Linked DNA regions of Mus musculus: all the other regions are linked to region 2. Evidence: chromatin contacts called from public Hi-C and HiChIP or PLAC-seq data. All regions are on one chromosome and are shown on one strand. The core of a region is the stretch at or near the end of the contact, and the rest is flanking DNA. Distances in the headings are between cores, read along the strand shown. Region 1 holds the start of Ppp2r5a (protein phosphatase 2, regulatory subunit B', alpha). Region 2 holds the start of Traf3ip3 (TRAF3 interacting protein 3). Region 3 holds the start of Cr1l (complement component (3b/4b) receptor 1-like).

The links. Hi-C and Micro-C count contacts between places; a contact is called where the count stands out from the background. HiChIP or PLAC-seq counts read pairs in DNA pulled down with a chosen protein or histone mark.
Region 1: a Hi-C map of B cells shows a contact between it and region 2, with 8 read pairs. The contact joins the promoter of Ppp2r5a here to the promoter of Traf3ip3 in region 2. A contact is called at or near these places in 1 of 39 promoter capture datasets (pre-B cells), 2 of 484 Hi-C or Micro-C datasets (B cells and CD4 T cells) and 1 of 115 datasets of contacts at active chromatin or transcription factors (thymic regulatory T cells).
Region 3: a contact with region 2 is called in an H3K4me3 HiChIP or PLAC-seq map of pro-B cells, with 4 times the contacts expected there. The contact joins the promoter of Cr1l here to the promoter of Traf3ip3 in region 2. A contact is called at or near these places in 1 of 39 promoter capture datasets (embryonic stem cells) and 2 of 115 datasets of contacts at active chromatin or transcription factors (large pre-B cells and pro-B cells).

What each region holds. Positions count from the first base shown.
Region 1 is chr1:191,394,834-191,399,060 of GRCm38.p6, forward strand. It overlaps Ppp2r5a (protein phosphatase 2, regulatory subunit B', alpha), which reads right to left and starts at 2,208. Exons shown (of 13, transcript NM_144880.4): 1 at 1,403-2,208. The coding sequence starts at 1,583.
Region 2 is chr1:193,198,562-193,203,045 of GRCm38.p6, forward strand. Traf3ip3 (TRAF3 interacting protein 3) reads right to left here and starts at 2,985. Exons shown (of 16, transcript NM_153137.4): 1 at 2,734-2,985; 2 at 2,332-2,437.
Region 3 is chr1:195,129,192-195,133,261 of GRCm38.p6, forward strand. Cr1l (complement component (3b/4b) receptor 1-like) reads right to left here and starts at 2,379. Exons shown (of 10, transcript NM_013499.2): 1 at 1,997-2,379; 2 at 639-818; 3 at 1-55. The coding sequence starts at 2,114. Gm32313 (a long non-coding RNA gene) reads left to right here and starts at 2,253. Exons shown (of 3, transcript XR_865921.3): 1 at 2,253-3,767.

The sequences.
Region 1 (4,227 bases), core at 958-3,457, 1.8 Mb before region 2:
TCTTAAAGGCAAAATCTACTACAGAGGCATCTCAAGACTAACCAGATGTTTAAAATTCAATTACTAGCAGAGGAACTAAGAAGTACAACACTAAGAAGAAGAAAACCACGTTAGCAAATTAGATACATAAGAAAAATGCTAGTATCGAGACTTCAAACTAAAATTAACAGGATAAACTAATGAAAAACAAAGGATAAAATAACTCTTAATTAAGTATAAAAGCTTAAACCTCTGAGTAGCAATTCACTATCCTAACAGGTAGGACAGAGTTATTTTAGGCTATGGCTGCACTCCACTGACAGTGCTGTATCAATTTGAACAATTCTAGTATGGTAAAGAGCAATAAAGCAACAAATGAGACACCACACACCTAACATAAACTATTTTCAAAAGTCTGTGTGATTCTACCAGTGGTATATCCTTAATTCAGAAGCACCCCGAGAGGCAGATGTAGAGTTTAAATGGGGTTCCAAGCTGTTGCTGGTCAACTGTTGATTTGATCTAGGGTTTTCTTTACACTCCTTGCCAAACTAAGTCAGGATTCATAGACTCAAAGACAAATCACAACCAGATTGGCCTTGAAAGGGATGCTGGATCTTTGTCAAAAGAATTGAAAAATCTGCTGATCATTTATCTATTTTGGCATGAGCCTTTCTTTTATTTCTTGGCCTTGTGACTCATTCTCTAGGTTTCTATCAGGTTGCAAAGAATTTCTTAAATATCTAGGAACATAAACATCTTTTCCATTAATGACATCTAGCTCATAAAATGCAAAGACGTAAAATTATTAAATTAAAAGCCAGTAATTCTCAAAGAATAAGCAAGAACGCCAGTAAACAACTCATGAAAAGCCTCCAAACCGGGTGAGAAAAGAGAGCCAAAAGGAGTGCCAAGCACTCCTGCGAGGCATTAGGCACGGATACCAATCTGAATTACTTACAAAACCTTACAAAGTCCTTGGAAGCATAGCCGCGCTAACCAAGTTCCCGTTCCACGGCAAAGAAATTACTCTTCCTTCATAACCTCTCCAAAGACAATCGAGGTCTTCTGAGGTATAACATTTACGTCTAACGAGACAGTAAGATCTGTCACCTGGTCCCGGTTTTAAGCTAGTTCTATATAGCTACGTCTAAAGGCCAGCTAACTCGGCAGCAGTTTGTTTGGACCCTGGATGTGACAACTGAGGGACAAACAGAGAAAGAGAAGAACTAGCTAAGCTTGGAGAAAACCAGGGTTGAGGCTCAGCGAGGCAGGGAGTCGAAAGACTGGACGAGGGAAGGGAGCGCAGGTACCTCTGGGGACCCTGAAATCGCCAAGGCAAGGGCAGGCGGGGCAAGCGCGCAGGTGGGAAGGGGAGTAGGGCTTGCCCCGGGAGCGCGGGCCAGGGGCGGCCGGGGGTTACCTTTGAGCTGGGGCAGGGGGTGCAGCTCCGCCTGGCTGCCCTGGCTGCGGAACTGCGACGAGCCCTGAGAGCGCTTCTGCCTCTGCGCCTTGCGCACCGATTTCCGGGTGAAGCCGTCCACTTTCTCCGAGGCCGAGATGGCGGCGCAGGCAACTGGTGCGGGCGGCGACGGCGACGACATCTCGGCGACCCGGGCGATCGGCGCCTCCCGCGGCGGCTGGCCCGGGCAATCGGCGGGGGACGGGCACGGCGGGCCTGCGCCCCTGCGCCCCGGGCCCCGGCCGCGCCGCCCTCGCGCTCCGCGAGCTGCTCCTCACCCGACAGCGCCTCACGGCCGCATCCCCGCGCCGCGCGGCCGCCTCCCGGGGCTGGCGGAGGGGAGGGCGGGGGCGCGCGGGCCGCACAAGTTGCTGACGCCCGGCGACGAGGGCGGGCGGAGGCGAGCCCGAAGTTTGGACGGCTGGGGCGAGCGCGCGGGTGCGGACGCCGGGCGCGCCTCGCGGCCCCTTAGCGCGCGGAGTCCGGACAGGTCTTCAGCGGCTGCCGCCCGCGCTGTCCGCCCGGCCGGGAGCCTCCTCCCGGGGCGCTTCCATCGCGGGTCCGCGCGAGCCGCTGCCGAGCGCTCGTTCTCCTGTCAGCGATGGCCCCTCATCGCCCGGGGCGGCCACCCGTACCCCGATCCTTGGATCCTTGGATCCCTGGAGCGTCGCCCTCGCTCAGCCTCCCGCGCCCACCGGCCGCCCACGGAGCACGCCCGGGAAGCAACTGCTACAACTTGAGAGGGTGGCTGGTTCGGGTGAGGGGGGACTCGGTGCGCGTGCGTGCGCGCTCCCGCGGCCCGGGGGAGGTCCTCGCGGGGGGTGGAGGAAGGAGTTTGACTGACAACTTCCGCGGGGTCCCACTAGCCTCCGGAGTCTCCGGAGGGGGCCGGGGCGGGAAAGCATGCCAGTGCCCTCGGCCAATCGCAGGGCTAAGCGGCAGACGGGGGTGGGGGCGTGGCCTCCCGGCTGTCTATCAAGAGTCCATAGCTGGGTGGGAGGGAGGGGCTACGTGACAGACGCGGGCCACAACCAATCGCAAGTGAAGGCAGTGAGCGGGGTGCCTTGTGCGTCACAACTGTAAAGGAAAGCTCTCGGGAGGGAGAAAGGGGAAACGCCGCGCCGCTGTCGGCTCTTGTGTACGCCTGCGCTAGGCTCCAGGCTGGGATTGTTCTCCAGACAGCGCGTTAAGAGGGAAACTACACAGGCAGCTCAGAAAGCAGAAGAGCGTCCTCCCTCTCTTTGCGCCCTGCTTACCAATGAGAACATGAAGCGAGGGCCGGGGTGCCCAAGAACACCAAGCATTGCGTCAGTCGAACGGGGGCGGGGCCAAGGTCGTGTCAGAGCAACGTGATTGACAGGCGAAGGAGCCCCGGGAGAGAAATGAGCTTGTCCAATCGGAGCGCGGGGCTACGTTCTTGGGCGGGCCTTCTCCTCTCCGGTCCTAAACCGCGTAATTGGTGGTTGGGGAGTCCATTTGTAGCTCCCGAGGTCTTGGCGCCGCGGTTCGCTGATCGCTGATCTCGCGTGGGGTTTGGGCAAGCTCGTCTCTACCACTTCAGAGAGCTCTGCAAGTCTAGGCCCTCTGAAAAGAAGTTTCCCGTTTCGAACTTAGCCCAAGTTTAACCTCTTCTGCTGAGGCCCTTCAGTCATCTGTAGTCAAGTTCAGATTAGCTGATTTGGGGAATCTCTTCCTAAGAGATTCCGTCTAAGTTTTATATTTAAAGCCAAGAACTGCTCATGTTAGCTTTGGGCATCCGTATGATGCTTCAACAGAAAGTGATCCCGCCTGCCCATAGTGCCCCCTTTGCTCTGCAGTCTCTTCTGCAAGTCCCACACCTTTTCCTTTTGACATAAAAACGGAGGTTAAGTAGGCTGGCCTAATGCTTGAGGAGGATCGAGAAGTATGCAAAAGTAGAGTTCTAAACCTACACTCAAAACATTTGCTTAACCAAATTATATAACAACAGAAGAATGTATAACGGAAATATGGTGTGTATACACATATTTTTCCACCATAAAGAACGAAATAACATGTAGGAAAATAGGTCCAACTGGAGATAATCATATTAGGCTGAATAAGCCAGTTTCAAAAACATAAATATCTTGTTTCCTTTTGCTTGCGATTCCTAGATTTTACATAGGTACATTAAATCAAGAATTTGCGAAATAAAAGCTAAGCATAAGAAGTTGTCCAAGGGAATTAAAGGGATTAATGGAAGGGGAATATGTTTGATGTACAGAAAAGACTTGTATGAAATTTCTAATATAAAATTAAATATAAAAAATAAAAAGTTGTATACAGCCTTCCCAGTCAAAGAGGCTCAGATTGCAACAACAACTAAAAGACCTTTCTCATCCAATCAGATTAAGTTGACTAGCTCATAATGTTCAAAGCTTTTTATTTTAACAATTTGCAAATGATCCACCCATCATAATTCAAGGGTTTCAAGATCACTGCCAGCTGGCCTTTCAAAAGGCCATTTTTACATATATTTCCAGATTATAATATAATTAGATCATTTCTCCCTTCCCTCCAAACCATCGTTCTTGCATCTTTCAAATTCATAGTCTCTTTTTCTTTAATTGTTTATGTATGTATATATGTATGTATGTATGTATAGAAAGATAGATATATTGCTAAGTATATAAATAAAACCTCTATCCTTATAATGTTACCTGTATGTGTATGTTTCAGGGGTGACCATTTGGGATTAGATAACCACTTAGTGTGCTCTTCCCTGGGAAAGACTGTCTCTCCAGTTCTCAGCTTTTCCTTAGTTGCAT
Region 2 (4,484 bases), core at 1,735-4,234:
GCAGCCATCTTGTGGCTCTGGACTGCCATGACCTAGGGAAACCTGCTCTAATTCCTTCATCAGCACTCCCAACTTTCCTCTTTGTCATCTACTGTGTATCTAGTGCTGGGCTCTGACTCTCAGCTGCTGATCAAGTCAGTCTGTTAGTTGAGGACCTTAAAAATGCTTGATGGTTCATTTCAGAGAATCTGGTTCAGGGACTCAGAGGGGGAGATTCTATTCTCTTAGGATCACCTCCCTGCCAGACTCAGTCTGGTCCCCAAATCTTCCATCTATCAAGCATGTGGGGTGCCTTCAACAGGAATCCTAAAAATCATAAGAAACAAGACAAGAGAAACCTATATAGTGGGAAGTCCTCAAGGAACAGTTTTCAGGACAGGTCACCCTTGATGCCCCTCTAGGTGGCCTTGCCTGGCATCCATATAGTGCCCCAAACCCTCATCTTCACCCATCAGCTATGGATTTGGCTAGACTTATTTTGGGCTCTGGTAGCCTGGTGGAACCAGGGCTGGACTCAGATGAACTACACCCCGCCATCAGAGATTGTACCCTGCCTCCTATACCCTCTGGGGTCAGACTGTGGTGATGGAGGAAGGTCCTCGTCACAGCCGCTGCCTCTTCTCTATGACCTGATTATCCCACTGCCCAGGAATTCAGTTCCTCCATGGTTTTGCAAACACTGACCCCTCATGTTTATAGGCTGCACAGACTCTGCAGGAAGAGAGGTCCCTGTGTTTCTTTGTTGGGACTTTGATGCCTATCCTAGCACAAGACCGAGTCCTGTGCAGGCTTCCTATTCTCCCTCTGGTCACAGTACTCATTCACATGGCTGTTGCTGGGCAATCTCACTCTCTGGAGGGCTCTTGTGTGACTAAGTCCTGTATACTTTTAATTATCTGACTCTAGAGGACTGGAGGGACACTCTCTGCCTTGGGCAGAGCTTTCCCCAAGGACTGAGGTGTTGTTTGCCTTTCTCTCAGGCTTCTTCCCACTCTCCCTCTGTGGGGCTCCCTAGATCTGCCACATGTCACCCTGTTTATTGAATTATGTAGAAAATGAGCCAAAAAGCCTACTTGTGTTTTGTCATAAATGAATATATAGAGGAGACTTGGAATTACATACATGTGCATCTTCAAGCCACAGCACCCGATTATTCTGTCTTCACTGAAGGAGGGGAACCCTTGCTTTGGGGCCAGACTGTGACTCACTTCTAGGTTGTCAATACCCACCAAACAGGTATGTGTGTGTGTGTGGGGGGGGGGGGGTTGCTAAGCCTCAGTGTTCTTATTTATAAGATGGGGCTAAAACTTCCCTTGAAGGGGCATGAACCTTAAAAGACAACACCCAACACCCACACCATATACCTACCACATGGCATATGATAAGCGACAGCCTTTTAAAAATAATAGATATAAAAATATTGTAGTTATCATGGCTGGCGCTGAATACTGAAAACTTGGTGCTGTGAATCAAATGCCCCAGGGAACGCCAGACTGTAGGACAGAGAATGATCAATTTTGCCCTCTGACTCCCCTACTCCCACTCTCAGTTCTGAACAGGGCTTGTAGCTCCATCTTGGAATAATTTTACTGTGGTTCCTGTAGTCTCTGAGTTTGGGTTACAAGGACAAAACACTTCTGTGTGGTCTGGATGTAATCATCAACTCAATTAGGTCAGACAGGAAGTCAAAGAACAGGTAGGTGAAGAAAGGAGATGCCATTATAAGTGTGAGGGCTTAGGCTCCCCACTGTGGGACTTACCAGAGGGAGCTCCCAGGTTCCCTACCTTCCAGACGGGAAGAAGAAAGGTCTGAGGGGTTGAGAACAGGTCTGTGAGGATGTCTCTTCCTGTTCTCCATCTATTGTCTGTAGGGCCACTGAAATATGGCTATTTTACTCTCTGCATCATTAGGTCTTAATGCTTAGGAAGTTGCAATAGGAATGGCTCCCTAGAGAGAGGAGTGTCTCCAAACCCATAGCCTTCTACACCTCCTGGGGTGTGGCGTGACACCTGTATGGAACCACACAGCCTTCTAGGATGGTGGGATCATCCTGGCTTGCTTTAACGCAAGTAGGCTATGGAAAGTCTGATGGACAGGGACAGGCTATAGAAAAAAAGGAACTGGTCCTGTAGTTCAGAAAAAGGTCACAAGGCCACTGCCCAGGATTTCTGTAGTTTCTGAGGTACCCCTGGCCAACATGAAAGGGCCTAGTTAGAGCTCGGAGGAAGGGCTAGTACTGGCTAGGGAAGGCTCTCCTTCCTGCACAGGAAGACAGCAGCACACTGCCCCTCAACTACAGACATGTTGACTTGCCACAGTTTTGCACCTACCTCCTGGCTGTGTATGCAGAGGAGATGATGGGTGGCTTCCTACACGAATCTGGCCTTCTTAGTTCAGAGTTCTCAGCGGGAGCTGAAGAGCCTGTTACAGGGATCCCTACATTGAAGGGATTGGGAAAAGTCATTTAATTTGTGTTATGGATGCAGAGCACACCAACACCAAGCCATGCAACTCACACCTAACCGAAGCCATCAGACGGAGCAGAGCTGGGAGCCATACCCTGTGGTTGCCTGAGGTCTCTAGCACAGGATGTTTTTTTGTCATACAAGCCCCATCGAGTACATTCTACCACCTGCTGCTACGCAGGAGGCTGGCATGGCAGAGCGTATTCTGCCCCACCCTAAGTCAGCAGATCCAAACCAAGATCCCAAAGCATCTTCCTCCACAGTTACCTCAAGTCCCAGGTTCTGTCTCAAGTGTCTCAGGAGAGCCTTCAGCCCTTTCTTTCTAGGTCTCTCTGGTCTCAGAAGGCTGGGGAAGCTGTCAAGCCGAGTTTCTGAAGAAGTTTCTAAACCCCCTCACCATTTTCTTCTTATACTGACGTTATTTTCGCACAGCAGCATGCTGAAACAGGAAACACAAGCCACAGTGTTCACAAACCTCAGTTCCTCTCCTTGCCCTTAGCAATTTGAGAGGGCCCCTGCACTCTTGGGGCCTCCAGGGCTGGTGAGGAAGTCCACCCAGGCACCCACTCTCCAACTACCTGATTGGTCTGCTCTCTGGCAGTTTCAGCCCAGTATTCACTTCCTCTGGTTGGTGCTGTAGCTCGGTAGGTAGAGTGCTTACTTGCCTAGCAAGCACAAAGCCCTAGACTCCACCCCCAGCATTAAAAGCCAGACCTGAAACCCCGGCATTCAGGAAGTAGAGGCAGGAGGACCAGGAGGTCAAGATCATCCATATTGAGTTCAAGGCTAGCCTGAGCTACATGAAACCCTGTTTAAAAAAAAATGTTTTTCTAGGACTACACAGGGATGAATTCTGGGCCATATCTATACCTTGCCACTTCTGTGGTAAGACCCAGGAGGGATGTTTCTCATACCATCTAGCTGTTTGGAGTCTCTTTTTCCCAATACTGGCATTGGGTAGAGTCTCCTGTGGTCTGAAGGATCTGTGTGTTTTGTGGAGTTCCAGATCCTTGAGGGCATCCTGGATTCATGTCTTTATGAGGCAGTGTGGAGGGGTGAAATATGGAGGGCTAGAGGGCAGAAGGCAGGTAGCCAAAAGAATCTGAAAAATCCCAGTGAATTGAACTAAGAAATTTTGGGAAAAATTAAAGAGAACTGATACATTAAAAAGAAACTTACAAATGGGAAATCCCAGAGCAACTCAGGATAGATAAACAGGAAACTGAGTTTGTACAAGTTCAAGGACTGCTCTGCAACCTTCTGAACAAGCCACTCAGTATGGAGACTATACAGTTCGAAATGTGTGAGGCAGGTGTGAGACAGGTGTGAGGCAGGTGTGAGACAGGTATGAAGCAGGTGTGAGGCAGATAATGATATATTCAAGTAGCTAGGATAAGTTTTGTTAACATGGAGAACTTATCACAGTCCTCTTCATGACTGCTATTTCCTCATTCTCTTAAGAGAAAAAGTCAAGAAGTAGGCAGGAAGGAAGCACGCAGGCCAGATTCTTATACTAGAACCCAGACCAAGGAGGCTCCTAGGGTGAGAAATACCCGAGAACACAGGGAGACAGGAGATTGTATCAGAATTGCCATAGATCCTTTTGGACTTTATTAAAAACTATATAGAAATGTATACAGAGATCAAATTCTTATCTATGGCTGGGTACTCTTTGGGTGCTATACTCATGCTACTGGGACTAATGTTAATGCAAGTTCAAAGTCACATAGCATGGGTTCATGAGTACATGGGTACATGAGTGCATGAGTGCATGGGTGCATGAATACATGAGTGCATTACCAGCCCAAGTAATTTATTCTAGAATAAAGCTCCAGGTACTTTTATTAGTCTACTAGTGGTATCTATCTATCTATCTATCTATCTATCTATCTATCTATCTATATGCTGTGGTTTGGATCCCCCAAAGTTCCACATCTCAGAGCCTAGCTCCCCACCTCAGCACTGCTGGAAGGTGCTAGAATCTTGGGAATGGGCTTATTGGGAGGCAGTTAGACTGT
Region 3 (4,070 bases), core at 1,129-3,628, 1.9 Mb after region 2:
GTGTGTACATGTACCAAGCCATTCTCAGGATCTGAAGGAGTTTTACATTGTTTTCCTATGAAAAAGAAACAGAATTTTGGAACCAAGTACAGTAAACTGAACTTTCTGTAGTTTATGAATTTCTAACCTGATTATAACTTACTGTAGAATATATATATTTGTAATACTTCAAAGTTTTTGCCACTTTGGGGAAATTCATCAGACACTAGCTTCCAAAAGAACTCTCATCCAAGTTTTTTCTTATTTTCACACAGTGGCTCCCTAAAACATGAAGCATTCTTCTAAGTATTCTAATTTATTGGCCTTAAAGTCTGAACATTTTTCATCTCTTAGTTATTAAATACACTTTGTTTCAGAATCATTACTTAATGACACTTGTGCAAAGTTAGACACCCTAAGTGAAATATTCTGATGATATTTTCTCTTAAGCATGCCCTGTGACAATCATTCTTATTAAATTTATTAACAATTGAGAAGACAGAATCACAGTTAAAAAGACTTGACTGACAAGAATGATGATCCACATGTACTATATACCTTAGATAAGATTACTAATAATGAGTCATAATCTAAAATCCAGACAAACTGAGGCCGACTCTACTATTTGGCACAAAGGAGCCTCTTCTGCAGTTACTCACGTATACACTTATCTTCAGCACTCGTCCAGGTTGAGTCTTGTTTGCAGGTGATAGAGAACTGCCTCTTGATATATCCTGGGAGACATTCATACAACAAATATGTTCCAATGGGAAACATGGATTCATCAGTTAGATTTATAGGTTTGGCAGAAGGAAGCTGTGATGGGGCTGGGCAGTGACCTGTTGAATGAGACACAGCAACATTACATTGGATAAAAGAACTTGCATCATCCCTCATACTCTCAGTTCTCCAGCTAGCTACAATGGACCATGCATGATCCTCCTCTCTGGCACTCAGGAATGGATCAGTACTATGGTCAACGGGGAAAAAATAATATAATTTAAAAAATGAAACTGCATTTCATTTTGTTAATGTACTTTCCAATACATATTTTGATTTAACTTCTAGACTCAGTTATTTTCTTTTAAGTCTTAGCAGCATTAATTATGTGGCAGAGAGAGTCAAATAATATGTAACCAATAACTATATGTTGGAAAAAAATCATTTTCATTTAACTTTGGAAATACAATAAAAAACAAACAATGCAAAAGACTTCAAGGAAGTCTTTCTCTTAGAAAGTTCTGATTAAGGAGAAAGGAAAGGGAAATTAGAACTTTCATGGTGGGTAAAATGGGCACTCTATTTTGTTCTTAACCATCAGTAAAATTTAATATGTAAATTCTACAGTCTTTTCTACTTGCAAATATTTCATTGCACCTTGAGGCTTGCTAGCTTTTCAAATCTTACCTTGGAGTGGGAGTGGAAGGACCTTCCTTAAAGTGGAAGCTCAAGGGAGTTAATGAGGATTTGGGGTGGGAGATAAAGTACACAGTCTCACTGTGTGAAAACTGTATCCCTGGGCCTGTTTGTCTAGGCCTTCGGAGAAAGTGCATAGGGAATGTCTCAAGATAGAAATAAATTAAGGAGCTGAAATTGGGTTAGATATTTGATGGCACCTATTAAATACCAATACCACGAAAGACATCAATATCTCCATTTCACAGATAAGGAAACACAAAAATATTAACTTTCCTCATAACCAAATTCTAGGATTAGAAATTGCATCTCTCAATATTCCTGCAACCCCCTGCTCCCCACACCGTTTCTCTCACTACATTCAGCACAGAAAAGCACAGCGTACAGCTAATAAAGACAAGCAGCTGGGAGACCACGCGTTCCTGCCGGCTGCGTACGACCCAAGATCTGGGTAGAGGGCGCCCCACGCTCACCCATGGGAAAGGGGCGCTGAGCACTCACAGGCAGCCCAGACCAGCGTTGGAGTCTGCGCAGAGCCTATTTACCGCGGGTTCCCGGTGAACCGTGTGTCCGTGCTTCCCCAGGCCTCCCCGCAGCTCACCCAAAGTAAATGGCAGCAAGAACAGCAGCAAAACTTCTAGCTTGACTCCTCCCCGGCCGAAGGCTACAAGGAGCCACACCGGATCCAGAGGCTCTGAACTCCGAGAAGAGACCTCCATTCCCCTCACACCGTTCTCAAACAACGTTTTACGGCAAATGGTGTAGAAAGCAGTCCCACCCAGAAATGGCGCTGGGTTCCGGAATAAAACTTCCTCTAGCTGGGCTAGGCGCGGTCTTGTTTACTCCAAGCCCCTGGGATTTCTGTGGAATTACCCTTGGGAGATTGATTCAGCAATGCAGAAACTGGTTCAATACCTAGTAGGTCAGCTCCAGGAAGTTTTCCACTTGCAGGAACCTTCGACTCCAAAGAAAACAAGGCATTATGGGAACTCGGTTTGCATATAGCCCGGCCTTACTCCTTTTAAAAATCTGCAAGGGTGGAGCCTAACCCTAATCTGCAACAGTGAGCTGACAGTTGCATACCCTGTCTAGTATACAGTAAGAACCTATTTCCTTATGATGAATTCGGATGTAACGTGCCGCTGGAAACAAAAAATGAAAGGTAAAAACCATAGCTCTCATCTTAAAAGGATTAGGAGTTTATTCTGAAGCCATTTTGAGTGATCATGACCCTGGAACAATGATATGGTCACCCCAAATTTCATGGAAGCAGTTTCATAAAGTTTTTGTGGTTTTACAGAGCAGAGAAAGTCACAAATTAAGGCAAGTTTAAAATATATTGTTGGGTACATACAAGAAGCAGGTAGTGGAAGCTTTTCTATAGGCTCAGGATGACTCTAATGGCACTCGGCTTTTGTATTGGTAGAAGCTAGTTGCCTGATAAGTCAGTAGATTCTAAAAGGTTGTTTGTGGTTTTGTTTGTTTGTTTGTTTGTTTGTTTTGTATCTATTGTATCATGATGTTAGTTCTGACTTAGCCCAAGATAAGGTAATTATTGGTCTCTGGACCAGCAAAATTGCAATCTCTCCAGAGTACTGAAATTCTAATCAGCCAATAGTCTTTGCAGAAACAGTTAACTTTCAGGAATTTCCTTTCACAGTCAGACGCAGTTTCTTTCCGGAAGTTTTTGTTCACAACCATGTCAGTGCTATTCAGCCTAGACCAGGATAGTGCAGTAATGAATCAGGGAGCGAAGCCAGGCCTTGCCATCATCCAAGTGAGATTTGATGGCAGATGAACAATTAATAAGTTTTCAGAAATGGAATAAACAGGATTTGCACTGAATTTTAATTCCTTTCTTAATACTAATGAGAGAGAGAGAGAGAGAGAGAGAGAGAGAGAGCCCTACTCAGAGATTGGTGGTAGTGCTTCTAGAAATAACAAATATAAAGAGCCAAGTTTGGGGAATAGAATTAAGAACTCAAATATTCCAAGAGAGAAATAGGACATGCGAACAAACATGTCCACATTCTGTTTTCAGAACCTGTGATAGGTACTTTATACGGCAGGAAAAGAAATGGCTAATTAAATTAAATCAAGAACATTTAAGTGGGGAGGTAATCCTGTCTGCCAAAGTGGGCTTAATAACCCTAAGGAACCTTACAGGAACATAGTCCTAAATCAGAGAGGAAGAACAATGAGGGCAGAGATCAAAGTTGCTGCCTCCAGAGAGCAAATGATAGCAGCCTCTAAAATGTGGAACAAATAAGCAGATTCTTCCCCGAAGCTTTCATATGGAACCAGTCCTGCTAGCACTTTGGATTTAGAATTTAAGTTATTCTCGAAAAAGTATGGAAGAAGTTATATTGCAGGTAAGTATACTTTCTTGCACCATATGCTATCAGAATACACTGCTATCCCCACATTGTTTGGAGGTTACATTTTAGCATCCACTTTCTTCCCTGAGTCCTTGATGGGTTTAGCTCCTGGCTGATATTTACTTCCAACAATGCTCCTCTTCTCTCACTCCTCATTGGCTTCAAAGATTACAGAAACTTTTTTCCACATGCTTGGCTTCACCGTTCCTTAAATTATCTTTGCCTATGATCTTGTCCTCCACTCTACTATGCCACCAAGGCTCATGAGAATATCCTAGAACTGTCATTATAACTGTG